2 separate regions of the Sus scrofa genome follow, and region 2 is linked to region 1. Evidence: chromatin contacts called from public Hi-C data. All regions are on one chromosome and are shown on one strand. The core of a region is the stretch at or near the end of the contact, and the rest is flanking DNA. Distances in the headings are between cores, read along the strand shown.

Region 1 (7,043 bases), core at 1,003-3,502:
TGGTCCACGACATCCAACTACAAATTAAAAATAAATTACTATGTTGCAATTTACATTTTAAAACAAGTCCATGAATAAAAAGAAAGCCACGTTCATAAACAGGGACTCCCCCCTCCTTTCGACAGAGGATAAAATAGTATCTTACAGGTGAGAGGCGAAGCAGGAGGCGGCAGGGATGCAGGGAGGAGGAAAGCCTGCTCTCTGGGAAGAAGAAGAAACTTACGTGCTGTCTGGAGTTAACACTGTCCTCTAGCAAAGCCCGACTCTGCTGTCTCTGTATAGAACAGTTTAGGTTTTGTTTATTCAGACAAGGCGACGTGGAGGTGGCTCCCAATCCATCTTTTAGGAAAAGACTTTTCTTCGTGCTGGTGGGTTGGAAGTTGGGAGGGATTCTGTTCTCCGGTGTGGTGAGCTTTTGCTTTTCAAAGTGGGCTTTTTTGGTTTCGGTTTTGCCTCGAGGGTTCTCTGGGCTGCTCCTGCGCCGGGGTCCGGTTCAGTGGGGCTGGGAGGCGGGCTGGGGGGGCGGGGGGGGGGTCAGAACTTGCTGCAGTCGTAGACGAAGGCCCCGGACGTGCGGTACAGGGACTGGCCCGAGGGGAAGGTCATCTGACAGCTGCTGTTCCCGTTCACCGGGGAGTTGTTCAGGCCGATCCTCTGCGACTCGAACATCTCCCGCACCGAGTGGAAGTTCTGCTGCTGGCCCGGGTAGCCCGCGGCCGCCGCCGCCGCCGCGCTGGCCAGGTGGCCCAGGTCCCCGCCCGCCTGGTTCAGGTACCACGAGGCCAGGCGGCCTTGGTGGGCCGCAGGGTGGTGGCCGGCCTCCTGGCCGCCGCCGGCGCCGTGGCCCAGGGACGAGGAGCTGCTGCTGGTGGCCGGGGGCAGGGAGTAGTCGGGCAGGGGGTCGTCCACCGAGGAGCCGCCAGAGCCCGCGGGCGCGCCCTGCACGTGGCCGCCGCGCTCCCCGGCCGCGTACAGGCTCATGGCCTGCAGGTTGCAGTGGTAGGTCCCGGCGCCCCCCGCCCCTCCGCCCCCACCCCCGCCCGAGCTGCCCGCGCCCGGGCTCTGGCTGCAGGGGGAGCCGTACAGGGAGCTCTGGCCCGGAGAGTAGGCGCCGAGCGCCAGCGGGGGCGCGAGGCCGGCGCGCGAGGACGCGGCGGCCGGGGCCAGGAGGCCGGCGCCCAACTCGGCGGCCGCGCCCTGCGGCGACCCCCGCAGGGACGTCATGATGTTGTCCACGCTGAAGCCCTGGCTGTGCGGCGGCGCGGGCGCGGGCGGCGGGCCGGGCTCCGCGCCGTCCAGGCTCAGCGGCCGCGCCGCCGGCAGGCCGCCCGGGGGGCTGCCCCCGCTGGACAGGCTGCTGCTGCTGCTGTCGGGGCTTTCGATTTTGGGCACCGCGGCGGCGCCGGCGCTGCCGCTGCCCAGGGCGGCGGCCGGGGACAGGGGCTGGGGCGGCGAGGGGCACGTACCGTTCTCGGTTTTGATGTCCTGGATGCGCACGGGCGGCGGCTGCGCTCCGGACGCGGCGCCGTCGGCCTGCTCCGGCGGCGCGGGCGCGGCCGGACGGCCGGGCGGCGGCGGCGGCGGCGGCGGCTCCTTGAGGTGCAGCCGGTCCTTCTCCTCCTTGTCCTTCACGGCGTCCTTCTTCTTGAAGCGCCGCCGCCGCCGCAGGAAGCTGCCGTTCTCGAACATGTTGTAGGAGTCCGGGTCCAGCGTCCAGTAGCTGCCCTTCCCCGGCTTCTTGTCGTCGCGCGGCACCTTGACGAAGCACTCGTTGAGCGAGAGGTTGTGGCGGATGCTGTTCTGCCAGCCCTGCTTGTTGTCCCGGTAGAAGGGGAAGCGGTCCATGATGAACTGGTAGATGCCGTTCAGGGTGATCTTCTTGTCGGGCGCGTTCTGGATCGCCATGGTGATGAGCGCGATGTAGCTGTAGGGCGGCTTCACCATGTCCTTGGGCTGCGGCTGCGGCGTGTAGGGCCCGTAGGCGCGGGCCATGCCGCCCGGGTACTGCTCGGCGTGCGCCGGGTGCGAGTACACGCTCATTGGGGCCGGCATGGCGCTGTAGCCGCCCCCGGCCGCCGCCGCCGCCGCGCGGTAGTAGCTCTGCTCGCCGCCGAGGTAGGGCACCACTCCCAGGGAGTTGGGGCTGGACACGGAGTAGCGCGCCTGCATGGCCCCGCTCGCCGCCGCCGCCGCCGCCGCCGCCGCCCCCCGCCCTCTCTCGGGCCGGCCGCCCAGTCCGAGTCCGGGCCCGAGGGCTGGTCGCCGGGCCGCCGCCGCCGCCGCCGCCGCCTCCCCTGCGCTGGCCCGGCTCCGGGGCGCCTCCGGCCGCCGAGGAGGATCGAGGCGGCGGAGAGGGCCGGACGCGGACGCGGCCGACGGCCTTGAACGCGCGCAGCAGCTTCCAGGCGGGAACGGGAAAGAAGAGCCCCAACTGGAAAACAAGAAGCCGCTCGGCTCGCCGCACCGCCTGCGCCTTCCAGGAGGCTCTGCCCCAGCCGCCGGCGAAGGCGGCCAGATAACCAGGGCGGGGGGCAGCGCGCCGGCCGCCTGCCCGGGCCCGCGTCACCTTTTTTTCAGTCTCGCGCGCGCCGGCCGCCTAAGGAAGCATTGGAAAAACTTCTGAACTTTTGAGCATCCGTCACCGAGGCGAGGACTTTTTTACGCAGTTACATTTTTTCCGGGCAGCGGAGCCCCGCCCCACCGCGGCGGCCGCAGCCAATGGGAGGCGGGAACGCCTCCGAGGGAGCCGGAGGCCGAGCCGCGCCGGCCCGCGCCCCGCCGCGGAGGACCGCGGGGCTGACCACACGCGCGCCGGCCCGGCTGCCCTGCTCCCGCGCCCGGCCCGCGCCCCAGCCCGCGCCCCTGCCGGCGCCCGGCCCGCGCCTGGCCCCCTCCCGCAGCCGTGCGCTCTCGCGCCCGGCCGCCAGCGGTCCGCGCCAGGCCCTGCCCCCAACTCCGGGCCCTAGGCTGGACGTCCATTGTTCCCCCAGACTTCCCGGGTCCTCCGGGCCCCGCGCAGACCCTTCCTCCGGCCGCCGCTCCCGGATGTCACCGAGTCCCCAGGTCCCGACTCGCGCTGGCCCTCTCCCGCTCCTTGGCGGATCTGGCCGACCCCAGCGCCAGGGTTTCCCGGGCCGCTCCGCCCCTTCTCCTCTCCCCCTCCCCTCCCACCCTTTCCCTCCCTCCCTCCCTCCCTCCCTCCCTCCTGGTCGCCAGCCTCCCCGGCTCCCACAGGTCTCCGGTTTTCCCCCACCTGGAGGTTCTCCAGGGCTGAGCTGGGTTACAAAGGGCAGGGCTTTAAGGGCTCAGTCACAGCCGAGCTCTGTTCGCGGTGGGGGAGGAGTTGGTGCCCCCACCTCGCCGTCCCCGCGACCGCTCCCCCGTGGAAATAAGGGAGGTGGAAACGGGGCCTCGCCAGGAGCTCGGGGCCGGGGTTGGCGGCGAGGGTGCCTGCGGCGCGCGCTGCTGGAGCCTGGAGGCTTCCCAGCGCATCTTCGGGCTTCACCGCGACCGCCCCCTCTTGTCGGGCCCGGCACCTTTCGGCTCAAAGGAGGGGTCCGGCGGCGGGCTCAGTGACAATAGCAGGTGTGATGACAAGAAGCAAATAAATCTGTCCCAGCTCCCTCTCCACGCACGCGTGGCTGCCCGCTCGCAGAGATGATGGGCGTGACCGGGGGGGACGTTCGGAACCGCACCTGCAGGGCGGCTGGAGGTTCTGCGGGATGAGCACAGAGGCGAATCTTTGTGCCGGCGCCTGCGACTTGCAGTTTCCGGGCGACTGGGCCGGAATGGAGAGAAGAGGAATGAGCGGGAGAGAGACCCCAGGCCGCGCAGGAGGTGGCCTCCTCCCGCGGGCAGCGGCCTCTGCACCTGGGAAGCTCCGAAACAGCCCTTCCCGGCCCTTTACTGGAAGTTGGAGGAACGGGCGCGTCTAGGGGGTGCGGAGGCGAGCAGCGTGTCGCATCTCACACCTCCATCCCCCAATTCCTGACAATCTTTAACTGTGAGGACGTGTTGGGAACCCTTTTGGCTTCGCGGCTGGAATCCGGCTTCCTCACTCCGCATAATTGGAGCTGCAGCTGCGGTTTAGGTGTCAGGGCGCAGGCCGGCGAAGTTTTTAGATGTAAGGCGGAGGGGCCCCTTCCATGGAGAGAAGCGAGGGCCCCTTCTTGCTCCTTCTGAACTAGCCTGGTGCCCGGAAGTCTGGCTCCCGGCCTCCCCGGCCTGCCGAGCTCCCCGGCAGCTCCCGACTCCATTCCTGGGCGTCTGCAAGGCCGCCTCCACGGCTGGAGGAAACCCTGGATTCGCCGGCCGGAGACTCAGTGCTTCTGAACACTTGTGCGGGAAAGGAAGGGGGAAGCCCCACCACAGGAAAGGCCAATTCGTGTCGAGCGCCTGCTCCACTCCGGATGTAAGTGGTGCCTTGGCCGAGGCTTTACAGGCGCCCGGGTTCAGCCTGGAGGCCAAGGAAGCCTCTGGTTGCCACGAAGACCTAGGCATTTGGTGGCTCTGGCCTCTAAGCCGAGTTTCCACTGTACACAGGGCGTGGGCCCCCTCGGCCGCTTTCCCGGCGTGGTTGTGCGGGGGACCGTGGTGCTGCCCAGCTGCCCCCAGTCCCCAGCGGCCTTGCCTGCCACCCCCCACCCCGCCCCTCGGCCGGAGAGGTGGAAACAGCTCATTACGCACACTGCAGATCCGACAGTGGGGCTGTGCTGGGCCCCAGCTTCTTCGGAGTATAAAAGTTGCGGCTGTGAAATTAGTATCTGGCGGGAAAAAAGGAGGGTGCCGTTGAGGAAGCATCGGCTTTCTCCTGGTGGAGCTCTGGATATTTGCCAGGAAAAGATATTTGCATTTGTGTTTTATAAGCTTCCTCGGAAGCAAACCTCTACTAAACGGCTCGATTGTATTTCAAGTGCTTGACTTATTATTGTTGGTGGTGGTGTTACCTTAACAGCGAGGCTCAGAAATGAAGACTTTGGGGAAAGAGTTTAAGTTTTTCTGTTCATGTTAGAGTTTCTGATGCCCCTTTTGCGGCTCCATGGGCAGTTCAATCACTGCCTCCCCCACAGCCCTTGACTAGCCGAAATGCTCCCCCGCAGGAAGCCTTCTGCTTTTCTGACACCTCGCGCTGAGGCCTGAGGGTCCCGCGGGCGACAGCCGTAATGGATGTTTGGTGGCCCTGTCGCTGGCCCTCCCCACCGCATCCCCTCTCTGACCCACCAGCCAGGGTCACAGTTCCTGGGGCCCACGAGGGGTCTTAGATCTGGGGAGGGGGGGTAACGTCACAGCACACCCCAAACAGGCCTCCCGGGCCCTAGGCTGGAAAACCACCAGGAAAGAGAGGAAATGCCAGATTCGGACGTGGCGACACCGCAGGAAGAGGGGGAGGGGTGGTGTCCTAACGCAGGTCACCAGGAGCCAAAGGAGCTCCTTTTTTTTCCAAGTCAAAAAAAAGGGAATAGGGGTCGGGGCTGGAACCCCTGAGTCCAGAAAAGGACCCCGAGGGGCATGAGCCTGGCCCAAGGTGCAGGTATTGTCTGTGGTCAGAGACACCTCAGGAACTTTCCAGCGGCCCCCAGCCATGGGAGGTGATCTTCTGGAATGGGGCGGGGGGGCGGGGGGAGAGCTGGTACTGGCTGGGGGCCGCTCTGTCCAGGAGCTTCAGGAGCCAGGAAAGACGGGCTTTCAGAGGGTGCAGCGAGCAAGCACTGGGGCTCTGCAAACTGGGGGGGCTGCATGCCTGCAGCCTTGCCACTGCCTCTGTGGGGGCTGGAGGCATGTGTCCGACTGCACGACCTGAAAACTCCCCGCTAGACTGACGTCACAAGCAATTGTAGCCCAGTCCCTCTCGGGGTGTCTTTGGGCGATTTAGCTGTTTGGGGACGTTCTCCATATGGCCTCGTTTATGAAGGGCAGGAGGCCAGGGGTGGGGGGGGTACGCGGGTGTCAGTGACCCTTATTCGTTATCAAACCATGTGCCCGGCAGGGAGCACTGGTCATCCTCGGAGAGGGCAGGCACCCACCGGCAATGTGCCAAGACTCCCCACAGTTCAACTTCTTCGTTGGGGGGGGGGTCTGAGTTCAGATTCTGTGAACTCGGTCTTCGAAATTCAGCCCCCTCCATAGAAAACCAACTCCTGTGATAAATGAAAAGACCGTTTGTTTTTCGATTGTTTGAAAAACCAAGTGACCGCCGTGCAGGAACGAATTGTAGCACTGCTCGCCTAAGGGCTCCACAGGAAGTTTCTAGGATGGGGTAACTTAATGCCCCGAGTCCCCAAGACAGGCCGGCCCGCTCATTACTCCAACCGAGGGCGTGTGCCAGCACCTGCTGCCTTCTGCAGGAAAGCCTGGTCTCCCAGAGCCTTTCTGGGGCCCAGAACGAGCTGAATACCAAGAAAGGGCCACGCGACGACGTGCGGGAAGCGTTAATCTCAGTGCCTGGCTCCGCGCTGGCTACGCGTTGGGGGCTTCTTTGTCCAGGGAGAGGGAGAGGGAGCTGAGAACTGTGTCCTTTCGTTAACCACCAGGGACCAAAACAGCACTTGTGCGGGGGCGGGGGGGGGGGAATGAGCCGGAACGACTGGCCGGCGGGCCTCGGTTCCTCCGCACCCAAGTCCTCATTCGACTGGGGGCGCAGCCGCCAGCCCAGGCCTGGAAGAGGGGAGGCCCGACCTTTCCAGCTTCGCGGCTGGGGGTCATCCTAGACTCGCGCCCCCGAGGCTGCAGCGCGGTGTGGGCATCACCGGACGCGGCGCGAGGGCTCCTCCCGCACCCGTGGTGGGCTACCGGCGTCGCAGGAAGCGCCTTGGTGAGTGGGCACTCCGCAGACCAGCCGGCCCCACGGGCCGGGAGGGTCGGCCGCACCTTGCGGCAGTCGGGCCTAGCCCTACGGGCGGCGGGCTTCCCTGATTGCCAGCCTGGCAGGGAGCCCCATGCACGGGGCGGCGTCCCCTCCTGCCCGAGGGCAGCCTGCAGAGTCGGAGCCCCAACGCTCTGGCCCCTCCGCGCGCCGGCGCTGCGGGCCCTGGGATGCGCCCCTG
Region 2 (7,268 bases), core at 3,162-5,661, 350 kb before region 1:
TCTCTTTAGACATGTGGAGGCACGCATCTCGAGGCATGTGGAGGTTCCCAGGCTAGGGGACGAATCGGAGCTGTAGCCACTGGCCTACCCCACAGCCACAGCTACGCGGGAGCCGAGCCGCGTCTGCGACCTACACAGCAGCTCGCGGCGACGCCGGATCCTTACCCCACGGAGCAAGGCCAGGGATCCAACCCGCCACCTCATGGTTCCGAGTCGGGTTCCTTAACCACTGCACCACGACGGGAACTCCTCGACCGTCTGCTTTTAAATGGCTGTCTCTGTTTGCGGCAGTTCTAACACAAGGCAGTGCTCGCTGTGCCTCCTTCCTTCTCCGCGTCGCCGCATTCCTCTCCGGCTTGGTCTTCTCTGCGTCTTCCGTGCAGCCGGAAGCCGATCTTCGCCCTCCGCTTTGAGCGTGTTGGCAGGCGCTTCTCGGTGCGTCTCCCTTTGACTGTGTCGTGGTTAAGTCAAAGGGCTCCGTCCGTGGTGGCAGTGGTGCTCTGACTCTTTATCCTGATGGTTTCCTTGTCAGCTCCCAGTAAGTCATCTGTATGGTTCGGTTTCACGACAGCCAGGAGGCAGGTGTGCCCAGCAGGTGACCTGGGGCCATGGGAGGGGGGGCAGCATTTCCTTGTCCAGCGGTGTGGGGCCAGTTAACAGGTCTGACCAGGGGGCACAAAGGGGCCGACTCGAAATTGTCCTCGGGTGGGACTTGCAGACCGGGAAGCCAGGCAGAAGCGGGGGTGATGGCGAGGTCCAGGCCATGCTGGTCCCTCACCCGTGGGGCCTGAGGGCTGCTGCCTGCGGGCCCGCACCTGCTCTGATGGTGGTACTGATTCCCAGACGTCCCCAGCCTCGTCCCCTTACCGCCTCATGGCCGCTTCTTCGCATGGCCCTCCTGTCGCCTGTGGGCAAAGTGGCTTTCCTGGGACCGGGCTGGCAAGTCACGGAGGGGGACCCTGGATCCCCCAGCAGGCAGACTGGGGACAAGTGGGCTGAGGTGGCTGTGAGCCAGCCTGCGTTGTCACCTGCCTGCGAGGGCCCTGCCTGTTGCCACCGCTGCTGTTGGGACGTCTGTGCAAGACCGTTTTCGTCGTTCAGATGCCTGTCGGTTCCAGACGTGACCTTGTTACGATGTATTCGAAGGAGGAAAGTGGTTTTGGAGCCTTTGGTTTTTATGAAAGGGCCGCGGGATTCTGAGAGGGATGAGCTCTTGGCCACAAGCCAGCGCAAGCCCCCGCTTCACAAAGTGCCGCCTGGAACCTGCATTTGGCCCAGATCCGGCCCTGCCGCACCGTCTTGTCGGTCTGCGGATCCGAGAAGCTGCGGTGTGGCAGCGGGGGTGTGTGTCGCTGACTCTGAGACACCAAGGCAGGGGCGTGGCTGATGCTGACGGCCCCATGTCACCCCCCCTGTCCCTGCCACCGCTTCACAGAGCACAGGAGCTATGAGTTAAAACCGTGTTTCCTTGCTCGGGAGGGAGGCGGTTATACCAAACCACAGGAGCGGTTGCATCGGGGAGGAGCCCGCAGTGCAAGCCCGCGAGGTGTCCCCGCGTGTCCTCGACGCCAGCGCAGGCCGAGGGCAGGCTCTGCACCGCGCTTGACACCGAGTGCCTCCCGTGCGGGCGTGTTTGCTAAAGGCTTCTACCGGAGACTAGCAGCGCTTTCCGCGGGGTCAGAGGAATTAATAGCTTGATAACTAGAAGGAGCACTTTGTTCCTCTGAGCGTGTGTTTCTTTATAGAGATGTTGCCAAGTCAGTTTACTGTCAGTTAACCCATTTTCTGAGACTTAAAAATAAATGCTTCTGTTTTAATACTGCAAAATTTCATCCACATTTTAGCATACACAATTATAACTCCATGTGGGGTCTCTGAGGACAACTTATTTTGCTTAGCAGATGTATAAATCGATACAGGCTTATGTATTTTATGGGTTTAAAATGAATTCTTATATTTTCATAAGTAATTCTTATATGTGCTCAGAGCAACATAAAATCCCTCTCGTGTGTTAGCAGACTATTAGCGTTGGACTTGTGAAGGTACCTCCTGGGCAGAAGGCTTTGCCTGGTGGAGGGCGAGTGTGACCTTGAGAACCTGCGCGTTTGCGCGGAGGCTGACATCCGCGTACGGCGGTGTGTCTGCTTCTGGAAGCGCCAGCTCCTCTCATGGGCAGAGGGTACGGGGGCAGACCAGTGGCCAGGGCGGCACAGACCTCTGTGCTCTGCCGAGGTGGCTGTTCTTGCTTTTGTTCCCCAGTCTCGTTTCTTTTCTTGTGGATCCTCCGGCCCGCCTGCCACCTGTGCCTTTCCCTGGGTTTTGCACGTTTGGTAATAAGCACTGTAGGTGGTTACAAGATGCAGTTGCAAAGGCTTTTTCATTTTCTGATTTAATGTTCGTGCTTGTGGTACGTGGACCCCACCGGTGTGCCTGTGGTTCCTGGGAAGATGCTTGGCCTCTTCATCTTACGTTCACGAGGGCAGAGGGGGACGGCTGGCTGAGAAAGGGTCCCTGGCTCAAATTCCGGCTCCACTTCTTCTTGGAAGCCTGTTCCGGATTGGAGCAATTGAATTCAAATCTAAAACCACTTAAAAGTCCTTTATAGTCCATTAAGAATTTATATGAGAGAGAAACACTCTATGAACCTTCTCCTCTCCCTGTTCAAACAGATTGTTCTGTTTTATTAGCTCTAGGTGGTATTGTAATTTTGATAACAGCTAATAATGTTTGGAATTTTTCTTATAATTAGTGGACCACACAAAGGTATGTTTGTTGGGCCCGGTTCTCTTAATTCGCTTTCAATAGTGACTTGTTTACGAAATAAAATCCAGAGTATTATTTCAGCTTTGCAACAGTTAAGCTAAAATTAATGCAAATGGCTAAACATGCATATCAATTTGTAGATATCTCTGTAAACACAAATAGTCAATGAATAGTAAGTCAGTGAAGCTACTATGAGTGAGGCTTTTTGTTTTGAACTTTTGATGACGAATGGAAAATTGGTTTTGGATCCCTGATTAGATTAGAACAAACAACTTACGTAAATTAAGACAGAGACAGAAATAATACTTTGTTTAATACAAGGTAATGTAGCTGTCTCTCTTCCCCACAATAAAAAAAAGTGTCAATTTAAGAATTTAAACTTAACTGTTCATTTAAAACGCCAAATAGAGTTTGGTATCCTTTTAGTACGAATGGAGTTTCTAGAATTCTCTTTGTTCAGATGGGATCCTTGAAGTTGGCCTGGTATGATAAAATGAAACCATTTCTATTGCAAAGAAATTTAATGTGTAGTAACTTTTTAATAAATTTCTACTGTAAATCATTAATTCTACTCTCAATCATTATTTCCACTGTAAATCATTAAGCAGTGCCAGTGGGAAATAAATTACCTGAAGCTTTTATTTAATTTCCATTTTTCAAAAATATCTGGCACCGAAGACAGCAGGCTTGTTATGTTACCCCTTCTAGTGATGTCACATGAAGTGTATGTTGTTTAGGGATGGTAACTAAGACATCATCCGTGACGAATTTGAATTTGCTTCATTTACAAGTTTTACGCAGAAGGGCTTGGTCTGGCTTGTCAAGCTTGTCCTTGTCCTTGGACGGACGGGTCCTCGGCAAGAGTGGAATTCTCAGAGGTGCGCTTGCTTTACAGGCGACAGCGCTGGTGCTCGTGCTTGAGGTGACAGGCATCGCCTTGGTGGCCGCTGTGTGGTCACCGCGGGGCGGCGGCAGGTCGACGGACGGGGCAGCCGTGCTTTTCCTTTTGTCTGATTTTCAGGGGAAACCCTCTTCCTGAGTCTCCTTCCCACGCCCAGCCTGCAGGTTTTATTGGCGCTGGTTACTTGCACAGTAAAAAGTCTTCGAGAGCTTGGCAGTGTTGACACAATAAACCTTTAAGGCGCATTCTGCAGGCTGGGACTCCCCTCGTTAGCCCCGACGGGAAATGTCGTCTCTGCCTTCGCTGTGTGGCTTGATGGCTGTGAAATGGTTCGTAGAGGAAAGCTCTGTTTTGTTTTTTGGGTTGTTTTGCTTAAGGGACTTGTGTGGCTCACCCCGGCGTCTCTCCCGGCTTTGTTGGTTGGTGTGACACGCGCATTTGTCAGACAGCTCAGAGCTGGCGCGGTCAGGTCAGCACCGGGGAGGCCCAGGGGCTCTCGAGGTCTGTGTTCCCCTGTCTCCGCCCGAAAGAAGCATTCGAGTGTTTGGCAGAGATCAGTGCGTTATTGGATCAGTATTTGCGTTATTGGTAGTTTAAATAATGTGAGTAGATACTTTTTTATCTTGTTTCTTTACATTTCCCTTATACCAAATGTTATGAAAGTGTCACTCCGTCCTACGGTGTGGCAGGATGTTTGGACTGCAGTCTCGTGGAATGAATTAATTTCACTGTAATTGGTTCAGTGACCGAATGGAAAAAACTGCTGGTTTTGGTGTATGTTAAATGAGGCATCCCGGGCCCTTTCAGTTTTGGAGGGTTGCTTCGCAGAGAGAGAAATAGGAGTTCCTGGCAAGCGGCTGTGTTTTCGAAGGGACGCAAACCACGGCAGCCGCCTCTCTGGTCGCCTGTGCCGAGGAGAGACGGGCCTGCTTGGGGCGCGGGCGGTTCCGGGCCGGGGAGGCGTGTTATGCGCCGTCGTGCACATAGGTGGCAGCAAAGCGCCGCAGACAGCGGAAGTCAGCCTCGCCGCTGCGGGCGCTGAGTGACAGCCGAGCCGGACTGCCATCGGCGTGGCTGCCCCGTGCTGCAGTTGAACGCAAAGTAGGAAAGAAAGCCACTATTGATAACACCAGAGTGTTCCCAGGACAGTGAAGAAGGCTGGGAGGAGCTGTAACACACTGAATTTCTGGACAGATCCCAGGTGGGAAGGCTTAATCTCTTAAGGTATGTCTCCCACCCCGAGAGAGGACAGGCGTCCGCCGAGATGATCCCCGCGTCCAAGGCGAGAGGCCACAGAGGGCCAGGGCGCAGGAGAGCGGGAAGCGGGGGAGAAACCGGACGCCCGCTGCCGAGGCACGTCATGGCCTGCTGCCTGCGGTGCCTCTGGCCGGCTCGGCTGCTCCTGACTTGAGCAAGTTTCAGAGGAAATATCCGTCCACGACCAGGCAGGCCTTCCATGGGAGCGCTTGCTCCCACGTCAGCGTTTTAGAAAGTAGAACTGCAGCTGGAGCTGCTGTTCAGCACCCAAGCACAAGTGCCTGTCCTCCGCCTGCGCGTGCGGTTAGTGCGGCCCGCTCTGTCCCGAGCCTCCCGGTAGTGACATCATCCGTCTCCTCGGTGCCGGCCGTCAGAGCCATTAGTGGGTCATCCGCGTCTGCTGCCCAGGGCCGGCCCGCGGCTTCCCACCCGTGGCCGAGGTAGCTTTCGACTTGGAGCTTTGAATTTGGGGAAACACAGCCAGGAGGGTCCAATGCAGCACAGTGGTGTTTATTAGAAACGGGAGAGAGGAAGCAAGTTGTAAAAAAGCGGTCAGCCGCGAATCGGGCTCCTCACGCGCGAGCCGAGGCCCCTCGACACCTCCGAGGCCGGCGACCTGGCTCGGGACGCCGCGGCCGGGGGCTCGTCCTCCGCCCTGCCCTCCTGTGCCTGCGGCCCGCCGACCAAGGGCCGCGTCGCCGGCTGAGCGGAAGGTGTGTGTGTGGAACCACTTGCTCGGGCCCAGCGTCTGGCAAGTCTCTCGTGACAGCGACCTATTTTTTCACATCATTATTTTTTTAGTGAATGCGATATCTTAACAACCCCTTCCCTCCTTTCTGGGTTCAAAAAATAACACTTCACATGATTTATTTCCCCTGCTGCATGAGGGCCCGGCGGAGAGGGAAGGGATGTGGCTGCCGGGCCCCGTGGCCCCGGCCCCCCGGCCGCCGCTGCAGTGGCCGCGCTGCCTTTGCACGGAGCAGAAGACACACCCCGGCCGCTGGCTGCTTAGCAGGGATCGCGTGGTTGGGCTCCCCACAGTCTCTGCCCCCGTCGGCAGGGAAGGAAGATACACGCGTACACGTTTGCTCGTGCTCTCTGGCTTAAGCGAGCCCTTGTGTTAATGCCTTCAGTCCGTGCACACAGATGGGTCTGTTACTCGGTGTTCTCGTAGGCGGGTGCCAACGTACAGGGACCGAGAACAATGTGAGCTCATCCACATTTGAATTTGATCCTACACGTGTCACTATTTTTATAATTTTGTGGGCTTTCGATTTAATTAATTCAGTGGAATTTTTATAAGACAAACGTTTACCACCAAACGATTTTTAAAATCAAAGTCTGCATTGTTTGAATTAGTCACAGTTACCCATAAATTGCTTTATAACCCATTATCCGAAGAGCCAATGTATTTGTGGCAGATTTAGACACAAATGTGGGAGCTGTGTCCTCGGGTGACGTGTGCTGTCTGTAAACAGCTTTCTTCCAGAGGTGGTTCGGTCTTGCAGGTGTCTGTGTGCGTTCTCTCTCTTACATATTCGCTGCCTTTTCGGCCACGTGCTCTGTCACGATGGGGCAGCACCAGGGAGGTCCTTCACGCCCCCTCTTCTCTGAAGCAATTCCCCCAACGCAGGGACGACCCCACTTCCTCTTGACTGCGTGATTTCCGAGGGTCCTGTCAGGGTGGGCACATCTAACAGAAGAGTGTGGTCTTAAAGCGTTGCTTTTAAACCCGAGGTTTTCGTGGTGTTGGCACCAGCGTGTCCGTTGTCCCGTGGAAGTGCTGTGACTGTCCTCCCTCAGTCAGTGCGTGCGGGTACTGAGACATCCTCCAGTTTGCGTACAGCCTTTCACATGGATTTTAGAAAGGATGCACCTTATCAGTAATTTTTGATGCACTTTTCAAAGAGAGAAACAGATTTTAGGTGAGTTAGAGAGGTCTTTCAAAATTGTATGGTGTCTTTTAACTAATTGCAATTTGTGATGGCTTAACATTTATGCGATGAGTCTTGCAAAATCGTAGACGTGAAAATTTGTGCTGTAATATGATATTAGCTTATGCAGTGCTCTTGAGTGCTTCTTTTTTAAATTGCGTTACCGTGCGTGCAGTTAATAGGTAGCGTTCTAGTTGATGAGCAAGAGAGTGCCCTCTGTTTTTAGGATTACCCTGTCAGGTTATTCATTGTCTTAATTCTGGCTTTTCATTCTAACTCTGCGCAACTTGTGCTTTAAAATCTGATAAACTATTTTTAAATGTGTAAATGTTTACAATTATGTATACGGGTAGACAGAGCCCATAATCCTCAAATGCACTTTTTCAGGCCTCCATTGTTTTCTGTGACGTATT

The links. Hi-C and Micro-C count contacts between places; a contact is called where the count stands out from the background.
Region 2: a Hi-C map of embryonic fibroblasts shows a contact between it and region 1, with 5 times the contacts expected there. The contact joins the enhancer-like site here to the promoter of FOXC1 in region 1. A contact is called at or near these places in 1 of 5 promoter capture datasets (liver), 25 of 47 Hi-C or Micro-C datasets (alveolar macrophages, blood, brain and 14 more) and 1 of 2 datasets of contacts at active chromatin or transcription factors (skeletal muscle).

The regions. Positions count from the first base shown.
Region 1 is chr7:832,297-839,339 of Sscrofa11.1, reverse strand. It overlaps FOXC1 (forkhead box protein C1), which reads right to left and starts at 2,252. Exons shown (of 1, transcript XM_005665529.3): 1 at 1-2,252. The coding sequence starts at 2,169. The coding sequence ends at 535. LOC110261695 (formin-like protein 16) reads left to right here and starts at 2,719. Exons shown (of 7, transcript XM_021099996.1): 1 at 2,719-2,929; 2 at 2,991-3,124; 3 at 3,344-3,572; 4 at 3,702-3,925; 5 at 6,345-6,462; 6 at 6,641-6,811; 7 at 6,928-7,043. The coding sequence starts at 2,719.
Region 2 is chr7:1,180,939-1,188,206 of Sscrofa11.1, reverse strand. All of the region lies in intron 4 of GMDS (GDP-mannose 4,6 dehydratase), which reads left to right. Among named protein-coding and RNA genes, the nearest start is that of GMDS, 100 kb to the left of the region's middle. Within about 2 kb of position 4,411, at least 42 of the 83 cell types and tissues checked have an H3K27ac peak or open chromatin away from gene starts, as enhancers often do. A contact at or near this core is called in brain, embryonic fibroblasts, retroperitoneal adipose tissue and 2 more, where this site is marked.